Linked DNA regions of Zea mays: all the other regions are linked to region 2. The links are chromatin contacts, called in public Hi-C maps. All regions are on one chromosome and are shown on one strand. The core of a region is the stretch at or near the end of the contact, and the rest is flanking DNA. Distances in the headings are between cores, read along the strand shown. Region 1 holds the start of LOC100272500. Region 2 holds the start of LOC100279845. Region 3 has its middle 37 kb from the start of LOC103633102.

Region 1 (2,900 bases), core at 192-2,691, 190 kb before region 2:
CGCCACTTCCATTTTCACTGGCAATTGTCTTTCCTTCTGATGCAGCCTTCAGTAACTTCTTGTATTCAGAGATATCCATATTGAGACGCTTCTCCTCATCCAATTGAGCAAACTTGCGTTGCTGCATAGAGGGCCGTTCTATGCATAAAGAGTTCTTCAGACCATATATCACAGGAACCCCAGGAATCTACATGGAAGTATACAAAGTACATGAGCAAATTGCTGTGACCCAGACAAGGTCGTAGATATGATCCACTCAATTTTCTTAAAAAGTAGAGTTTACACACGGCAGATGAGAGTTATCAATACCTCTCGTAAGTTTTCTCGGAGACCAGGATCCTGGGTGGCAACGAAGAAATGTTCAGGATTTTTATCACCTATCAGTGACTGGACACAGTTAACTGCACCGACCACCTTGTCATGCTCACACCTAGTAACACCGTGAAATCCAGGAAAACAAGTCAGTGATCATGATCCCGTATGCAAATATCAAGCTGAGAATGAAAGACTAGATTCGGGAATGGATCTATTCCTCAAACAAACATGAGATGGGTCCAAGCAAACCTAAAAAAAAGCACATATTCGAACTGGGCCAAACAAAGGCTATAAAAGCATCAGTGAAAGGCCCTGGGCCAAACAAAGGCTACCAAAAATAAAAATGAATCATGAAGTGACACAAATTCGAACTGCGGCCTAGGTTCCACTTCCAGTTCCAGACAACCAAATTGGTTACTCAGACTCCAAGTAGCATGCAAGAACTACAATTTGGTTCTCTGAAGTATGAACTCGATAATTATGTTCATGTGAGTACATTACAGAACTGAACGATGTTCTAATTTTTTCTCTCTGGCTTTGACAAAATCAAATTAATGTTTCACGCGACAGAGGTGACGGAGAAGAAATCAAGCGGTGAACTTTAAGCCAAGTAGCAACAGGATTAAGTCAAGTGGAGCAGAATTGAAAGTTCGGGGCTGACAATAAAAAATAATGGTACTAGCTGCAAAGTGAAAAGAAAGAAACCTACTTGGTTGTGGTGAGAAGCTGCGCGGCGTCAAATGATTCGGCATGTGACTTGCCGAGACGTCTGAGCTCTGCGAGGATGCACTTGGAGGTGAAGAGGGCTGGCGTCCTGGAGGCCGAGAGGAGGTCTCGGAGAGCCTCGTCGGCCGGGAGGAGGCGCTGGGTGAGGAGGTGGTGGACGAAGGTGCCGTCGATGAGGACTTTATAGGGCTCGCGGAAGCCGAAGCATGTGGCGTAGAACTTGACCGCTTTGCGGTGCTTCGACCGCTTCTTCACCCGCATCCTGATTCCTGGGTAGGCGGCGGCAGCGGCGGGAGGGCAGAGCCGCGGAGGAGGCGGCGGGCGGCGTTAAGAACCGGCGAGTGGATGCGGCGTTAAGAGCCGCGGAGGAGACGGCGGCCAGGAAAGCAAGTGAGCCGAGCTAGGGCTTTGGTGCATCACCCGCATCCTGATAGAGCCCACTTTATGTTTCTGACCAACCATCACATTTCTCTGATAGGCCAAAAAATTTGGTGGGCTTTTCAGATTGGCCCGAATTATGCTGGTTCAAGGGAGCGTCGTATACGCCGACTAGAGTCGCATGCAGCTATACTTGGCTGTCGTGCTCCCACGGCCTGAGTCGTGCTGGTTTGCTGGTTTAATCGGACCAAAGACAGAACACACATAAATATCGGGTTGCGTTGTGTTCGTGAGCCAAAGTATAAGTCTAAACATGACCCGACTAGTTTTAAATAGATCGTACAGAGCTATTGTGCAGTATCGTATGGGCTATTGTGCCGTACCGTATCGAGGGGCCTAAGACCTGTCTGGTAACAGAGATCGAAATAATTTATTTTTTCTATTTTTCTTATTTTTCTCATTTTTTAAGATAACTCGAAATTAACTTGAAAGTTATGATCGAGTTAGTTTTATACATATGGTTGACTAGATTAGAATAAATAAGATTAGCCACAAACGGTTCGTGCTAATGGATTTGATGGGTTATTTGTGCTTAGCATCGTGCTGATGACCTTTTTTTTTGTCCCGCGCGACGTATAGGCTAGCCAGCTAGCCCACTTCGTAGCGCATATTTGCTTGGCTCGTGCTACATATACCCGAAATCTCTATCTCTACTATTTAAAACCATCATCTCTATCTATGCTACTTAAAACCACCAATTTTATGTGTTATACATCATATATCATGTACAAATAGATATAGCAATGGATACTCAAAATCTTAATATCTAACAGGTTTTACCGATATAAAAGTGGGTATAGAATGATATCTTTACCCGCGAGTATGTTAAGACCATGTCCATCAATTCACTTATATGGTCACCCAAAATTCTATTTTGCACTATAGAGTGTACTGTTCATAGAGTGTAGTTTAACTATGGGTATAAAGATGAGTAAGCTGATGAAGCTACCCTAATGGGCGAGAACTTCTATCCGTTGGACAGCTAGATACGAGTATAGGTGGGTACTAACCATACCCGTGTACTCATGGGATAAAATATATTCGCAACATATCACTATTTACCATGTAATCAAAGCCATCTTAGCTAAAAGAAAATACTTCTTCGATTATTGTTTGTTTACTTATTACGCTATGTAATCATATGGTTTGTTGTATTTTAATTTGAAGTTATTTTTTATGTGCTTGTTTGACATTTTGGGTGATTGGTCCATTAGTATTTTAGGCTTTTCTAGTGGGTACAAGTAACCCGCGTGGGTATGGGTAAGATTTTATATCCGTGACCTTATATAGGTAATCCGATGTGTAGGATTTTTTGTGTACGGGTATGGGATGATACTACCCGACAGGGGTATATACTTGTTGCCATCTCTACGTACGAAACATATAGGTATGTTCCTCTTCCTGACTTCTCGCCTAATAAT
Region 2 (2,700 bases), core at 96-2,595:
GAAGTCGCCGTCGATGAAGTCGGTGGAGAAGACCTGCAGCTTGTCGCCGAGGCCCTTGGCGAAGGCCTCGGCGATGAAGAGCCGCGCGTAGCCGTGGATCCGCTTCGTGACGGGCCACACGCACAGCACCGGGTTGTCGGCCTTGGGCGTCACCGTGTTCTCCACCCGGTAGAAGAACCTCCGGCCGGCCACCGGCGGCTGCTGCCCCAGGAACTTGAGGTTGCTCTCGAACTTGGTCTCCGGCAGGTCCGTGTCGATCCAGTTGTCCTTGAGGTAGCCGGCGCTCCACAGCGGGTCCCCGGGCCTGGGCGGCGGCGACTTGCGGGGCTTCCAGACGCAGATGACCCGCCGCGGGAGCAGCTCCGCGACGGTCCTGTGGAACACCGCCTCGTCCTGCGGGATCAGGTGCTCGCCCAGCTTGTCGGCCAGGAACCTGTCGAACCCCGGCGGGTCCTCGTGCCCGAACTCGGTGCGGATCTCCAAGATGACCAGCTCGGACTCGGTCTCGCTCAGGAACCGGCTCACGTCGTCCAGCACCACGTCCACGGGGTACGTCGCCAGGATGCCGTGGCAGACCCGGCGCTCCTCCTGCACGCGCACGTCGACGACGCGCGTGCCCATGGCCAGCTGCTCGTACACGGACATGGACTGGCACTGCGCGAAGGGGCGGGTCACCAGCGGCACGCCGATCTTGTTGGTGGCCGAGTCGTGCGTGCCGGGCCACACCACCTGGTGCACGCGCAGCTTGTCGGCGCCCAGCTCCGCCATCCACCGCTTCCGGTCCGCCGGCCGGTGCTCCGACCCCGGGAACGTGTCGCCGGAGGAGGACAGCCGCGTGGCCAGCGCCCGCTTCTCGGTGGTCACCAGCTTCCGCCGGTCCACCTGCTTCGAGAAGAAGGCGCCCATGGCTTCCAGCGGGTTGCTGCTGCTGTTGGAATTGGAGGAAGCCATGGATGGATAAATTATAAAGGGAGTCCTGTGCCTCGAGCTCAGACCTGGACCTGGACGTCGCTGTAAGCTGGAGATCGATTATAAATAGCAGCAAGACAATCAAGGAAGAAAAATATCAGTGCGTCGTGGGATTAGCCAACATGTGGCGATGGTTTTTTTGTAGGGGCTTGGCTGATCGATGATTGATCCGGAGAGGAGGGAAGTGTTCTTGCGACCTCCGCTGCTGCTTTCGGTTACCTTGGATTATTGGAATGGATGGTAGAATTGGCGCCGTTAGGTGTGGACGTGTGCTGATGCCAGGCCGGTCGAGAGAGAGATTTTTCTTTTCTTTTCTTTGGCAATTGCCAATTGGCATATATCTCTATCCAAATTGCTACTACTGGACAGAGCCATAGAGGGTTTGGTTCGCTCGGAGCATGGACGAGGCAATTCTTTTATGGCGAGAGAGACGGCGACGGAATCGGGGGCCACAACCCACAAGGATACTGTATGTCATTATGGACGGACATACACGCCGGCGAATAGGCGACTTGGAGGTGAAGGTTCCAGGTTGGTGCAATAATTTGTCGGGCAATTGCTGCAAACTTTTGCTGCCGCAGATTCAAAACGGGTGGTAAAAGGCCATGTGACCGACGTATTGGCACTTCGGAAAGCAGCCGCACTAATTGGTTCCCTCCCAAAAAAAACCCGACGCAGTAGGGTACTACTTGCTGAGCCTCATCGCGACGTGCGTATACCCCAGACCAAAGGGGCATCTGTCAAGCGTATTTAGCACATGACGATGCGTTCGCACTGATTGCCAGATAAATTAGCATGGTAATCACGTTTCCTACAGGCCACGAGAACTGTTGAATAAGCGACACCAACGTTACTATCTGCTTACTATGTGCCACTAATAACCACGACAACAGCGCGTACCCATAAAATTTAAGGATCAAATCAGATTAGAATCAGACTCTATATCTATTATTTTTTAAACTAAAATTTATTAGGAACCCTAACTTATTATAAAAACAATTTTTATTGTACAAAAAACATTTTGATCGTAATCCATTACCACCCTAATCATACACCTAAATTGGCCGTTGTTGGAACTTGCTCTCAGCCGCAAGGGGATCCAACGGGGGGAGTGGTGACGTAAACATGGTTCTCGCGCAAGATGGCAATAGCTCTGTTAACCTAGTCTCTCACGGGCACTGTGCGGGGGTATTTATAGGTGTCTGAGCACCCAGCGTCTCGTGTTAAGGACGCATGTGCCCTCAGACACTTAGGTTATCCCCAGAATATTCTCATAAAGCAGGGTTACAGACTGTAATTACAGGGATGCCTTTACAGATTAGGCCCGTAATACGCAGCGGCCACGCAGAGCCCGTTACAATGGGCCGGATCACACGTGGGCCTCCGAGTTGGACAAGGCCGCATGGTGGAATGACCTCGTCGCAGGCCTTCGTCTGATGTCATGTGGGGCGAAGGGTGTCCCTGTCCGTTTTATCTCCGTTGGACCAACGACTGCAGCGAAGGCCTCGAGCGAAGGGTGGCGTCTTTGCCTTCGCCCCAACAGTCGTCACTATTCGTTTGCTTTGATCATAAATTTTGTCTTCCATCATGCATACAGGAAAGGATAGTCTTCACACACACAAAACAGCAAAGGTCAACCTGCTTCCAATCATTTGACTTCCACGTGTTCAAAACACAACCTGTGCAGATGTGCTCCGCGTTCAACTGCTCCTAACGAAGTAACGAGATGCA
Region 3 (2,937 bases), core at 54-2,553, 150 kb after region 2:
GGACGATCCGGCCGTATTAAATTCCTAGCTCATCGATCGATCGGCCGTGGTTATTAAACTGCTAGCTGAAAGCCGGCCAGGGAACAGAACGGGCGGGCGAGGCACGCCGCCGCCGCCGCAGTTGGTGGCGACTGGCGAGCTGATGACGACGGCTGTGTGGCCGCGCGCGCGTGCGTGCATTCAGACACGGCTGATGACGGCGGCGCGGCGGCCTCACGTTGTTGTTAATTGCCAGCAGCGTGTACCATCGAACACGCTCAGTCAGTATGTACGCCCTGATCGCATGCCCGCGCGTGCTGCTTCAACACTTGATGGAAACTTCAAACTCCCGATTGTTCTTTTTCTTTTCTTGTTTGCGGCTGCCCTCTATATATAATAATAGTAAGCTTCGACGATAGATGTGTGCTGCTTCTTGTCAAAGATTGTACTTGTGTATCCGTTTCCGATCCACGATGGAAAATGTTGCAGGTGAAGACGAACGAACACAGTCATTTTCTTTTGGACACATATATAATACGGATCACGGAGTAGTAATAATTAATAATAAGCTTACACGCGCGCGAAAGCCCAGCGATCGAGCGATTACCAGATCGAGAGAAAGAAGAAGCATCACTGATAACTATATTCATGTATGTGATAAAGATATAAACCAAAATTCATTTAGTAAAATCTTAACTGTCATGTCAACATCATCCCAGACGATATTAAGAAAGATTGTATTGATGTGTACACAATTAATTGTCATATTCAAAACTTCTTAATATCTCTTACATTCATTTATGTACTGATAATGATAAACCATAATTCGTTTAACAAGTGACCAACAACAACCGTATGTTAGTTGTCCTCCTCAACTTTATTTCCACGGCGAGTAATCGATCGAATAAATATAGTAGTAGGAAATCGCGACTGATGCTAGCGAACTATTCCATAGCTTAGGACTATAGGAGCGTACTACGTACTGTGGCGTACTCTCGCAGCTCACTCCACGCATGTCCAGCCCAGCTGAATTAAGCTGAATTCGTCAAACAACAAACGGATAATAAAGACGCTTGACCCCGTACGTGCGTCTGGTAAGCAGCACAGCACGCCCATGGTTAGGTGACGCAGACGACGACGCAGCCATATAGCAATAGCAGCAGCAGGCAGACAACAAGTAGCCGCCGGCGGAATACATACGACGGTGGACCCTGCTGGCCGGCACGGCAGTCGCCTGGCAGGTGCCGCGTACCTGATCCTAGCTACTGAGCTCCGGACGCAGGCAGAGGCAGGAACCACCAACGACCGGGCCAGGTACAGCCGAGCCGAAGCCGCCGCGCGCGGACAATCGGCCACGGTCCATGGAGCGAGCGCGACACTGCAGTCCACGTCCACGAGACCACGACGCAGGAACCAGTGAACCACCAATGTTGCGCATATGCATGGACATGCTCTGGTAGGTGGCACACACATGACATGATGGATGGACCGGAGCCAGCTAGCGCGCCGTGCCGTGATGCTCAGCTCTGCTTCCTCACTTCCACGTACGCGCGCGCAGAATAGATTAGCAGCAACCCGCCTGTTGTCCCATTCAACACGAACGAAGACGTGTATTTCTGTTTCGGAGACCAGATCATCCAGTGTGCCGCTGTCCACCTACCGATGCTAGAGATGAGATGTGAATTCGATCGACTTCGACCATGGACATGCAGGCGCACACCTCACCAAATATATATGTCCGGCCAACGGGCCAACAAACGCAGACTTTGCATGCATTTCCTTTTTCTTGTTTGTTTCATCAGCTAGGAGGCTCGCCACCGAGTTAACTTATTCGCTTTGAATTAAAGCCGATTGTTTAAACTGATATATCTGCAATTTATAGAGATAAACAGTACCGTAGAAAAAGTGGAATCTGATATGGATCGGATCCAATCGAATAGTTTGAAGCTTCACTCCGCTTTCAGCCGTAAGTACGTACGTCCCTAGCTAGTTCCCAATGCGCTGTGATATGTGATGTTGAAATGATCCCGAGGATTGTTGACTTGAACATGTCAGCTTATCACGCGCTGTAAATCATGATTCAGTACGTGTCAACGCGTACCACTCATCAATCTTGTTATCTCGATTAAGAGCCTGTTTGGTTCCTTTAGTCCCATGAGCAAAGTTTAATTAGGGAACTAAAGTTTAGTCCATATCCTGTTTATTTTTAAAAACTAAAAATTTTCAGAACGCATTAAATAAATCATAAGAAGACCAAAAAACTCCTTATCATTCCCCGTCATTAGTGTAACTGAAATAAACGAGTGGTAAAAGGTGAAATTAATATGATTTAGTTCCTTTTAGTCACCCCTTATTAGGGACTAGCTAGAGACTAAATCAGTTTAGTTCTATTTTAATCCTACCGTTTGTTAATTTAGTGACTAAATGAGACTAAAATGGAGGAACTAATCCGTCCTTAGTCCCTCAAACCAAATGAGTCCTAAAACTACTTCCGGTTGATGTTATAGTACCGTATGCAACATGGTAGAAGAAGAGCGTCGCATATTAATTAGCCCCTACAACACGTTCATCTGTGCTCATCACGTCTGTCGTTGAGCAACACCGCATCAACAACGACAATGTCTTCATGATATCCATACATACGAGACAATAAAATGATACGATACTAGTGTGCTAGCACCACATACGCAAAGAGAGAAAGGACATCGGCTTACGCACCCACAAAACGTAGGGAGAGGTGGCGACGATGGCTAGAACATGTCTTTTCTTCTACCACATCAGTCTTCGTATATATAGTCAACCTCTATTAATGGGCTTTTACCCTAAATGTCAATTACATTCTCATGGATCATGAATATCTCTTGGGCATATAATCAACAATATTCCACTTGCACATGGGTCAATCATCTATACAGCGGTTTCAACCTCTTAAGTGTGTGTCCCGTTAGGTTCGTGTGT

What was found. Hi-C and Micro-C count contacts between places; a contact is called where the count stands out from the background.
Region 1: a contact with region 2 is called in a Hi-C map of tassel, with 4 times the contacts expected there. The contact joins the promoter of LOC100272500 here to the promoter of LOC100279845 in region 2. A contact is called at or near these places in 4 of 25 Hi-C or Micro-C datasets (ear, endosperm, leaf and 1 more).
Region 3: a Hi-C map of leaf shows a contact between it and region 2, with 5 times the contacts expected there. The contact joins the enhancer-like site here to the promoter of LOC100279845 in region 2. A contact is called at or near these places in 2 of 25 Hi-C or Micro-C datasets (both in leaf).

What each region holds. Positions count from the first base shown.
Region 1 is chr7:149,780,821-149,783,720 of Zm-B73-REFERENCE-NAM-5.0, forward strand. It overlaps LOC100272500, which reads right to left and starts at 1,442. Exons shown (of 5, transcript NM_001146969.1): 1 at 1,025-1,442; 2 at 310-430; 3 at 1-187. The coding sequence starts at 1,302.
Region 2 is chr7:149,969,651-149,972,350 of Zm-B73-REFERENCE-NAM-5.0, forward strand. LOC100279845 reads right to left here and starts at 1,346. Exons shown (of 1, transcript NM_001317844.1): 1 at 1-1,346. The coding sequence starts at 951. It also overlaps a transcript of LOC103633096 not described here.
Region 3 is chr7:150,115,223-150,118,159 of Zm-B73-REFERENCE-NAM-5.0, forward strand. No RefSeq gene overlaps it. Among protein-coding and RNA genes, the nearest start is that of LOC103633102, 37 kb to the right of the region's middle. Within about 2 kb of position 1,304, at least 13 of the 20 cell types and tissues checked have an H3K27ac peak or open chromatin away from gene starts, as enhancers often do. A contact at or near this core is called in leaf, where this site is marked.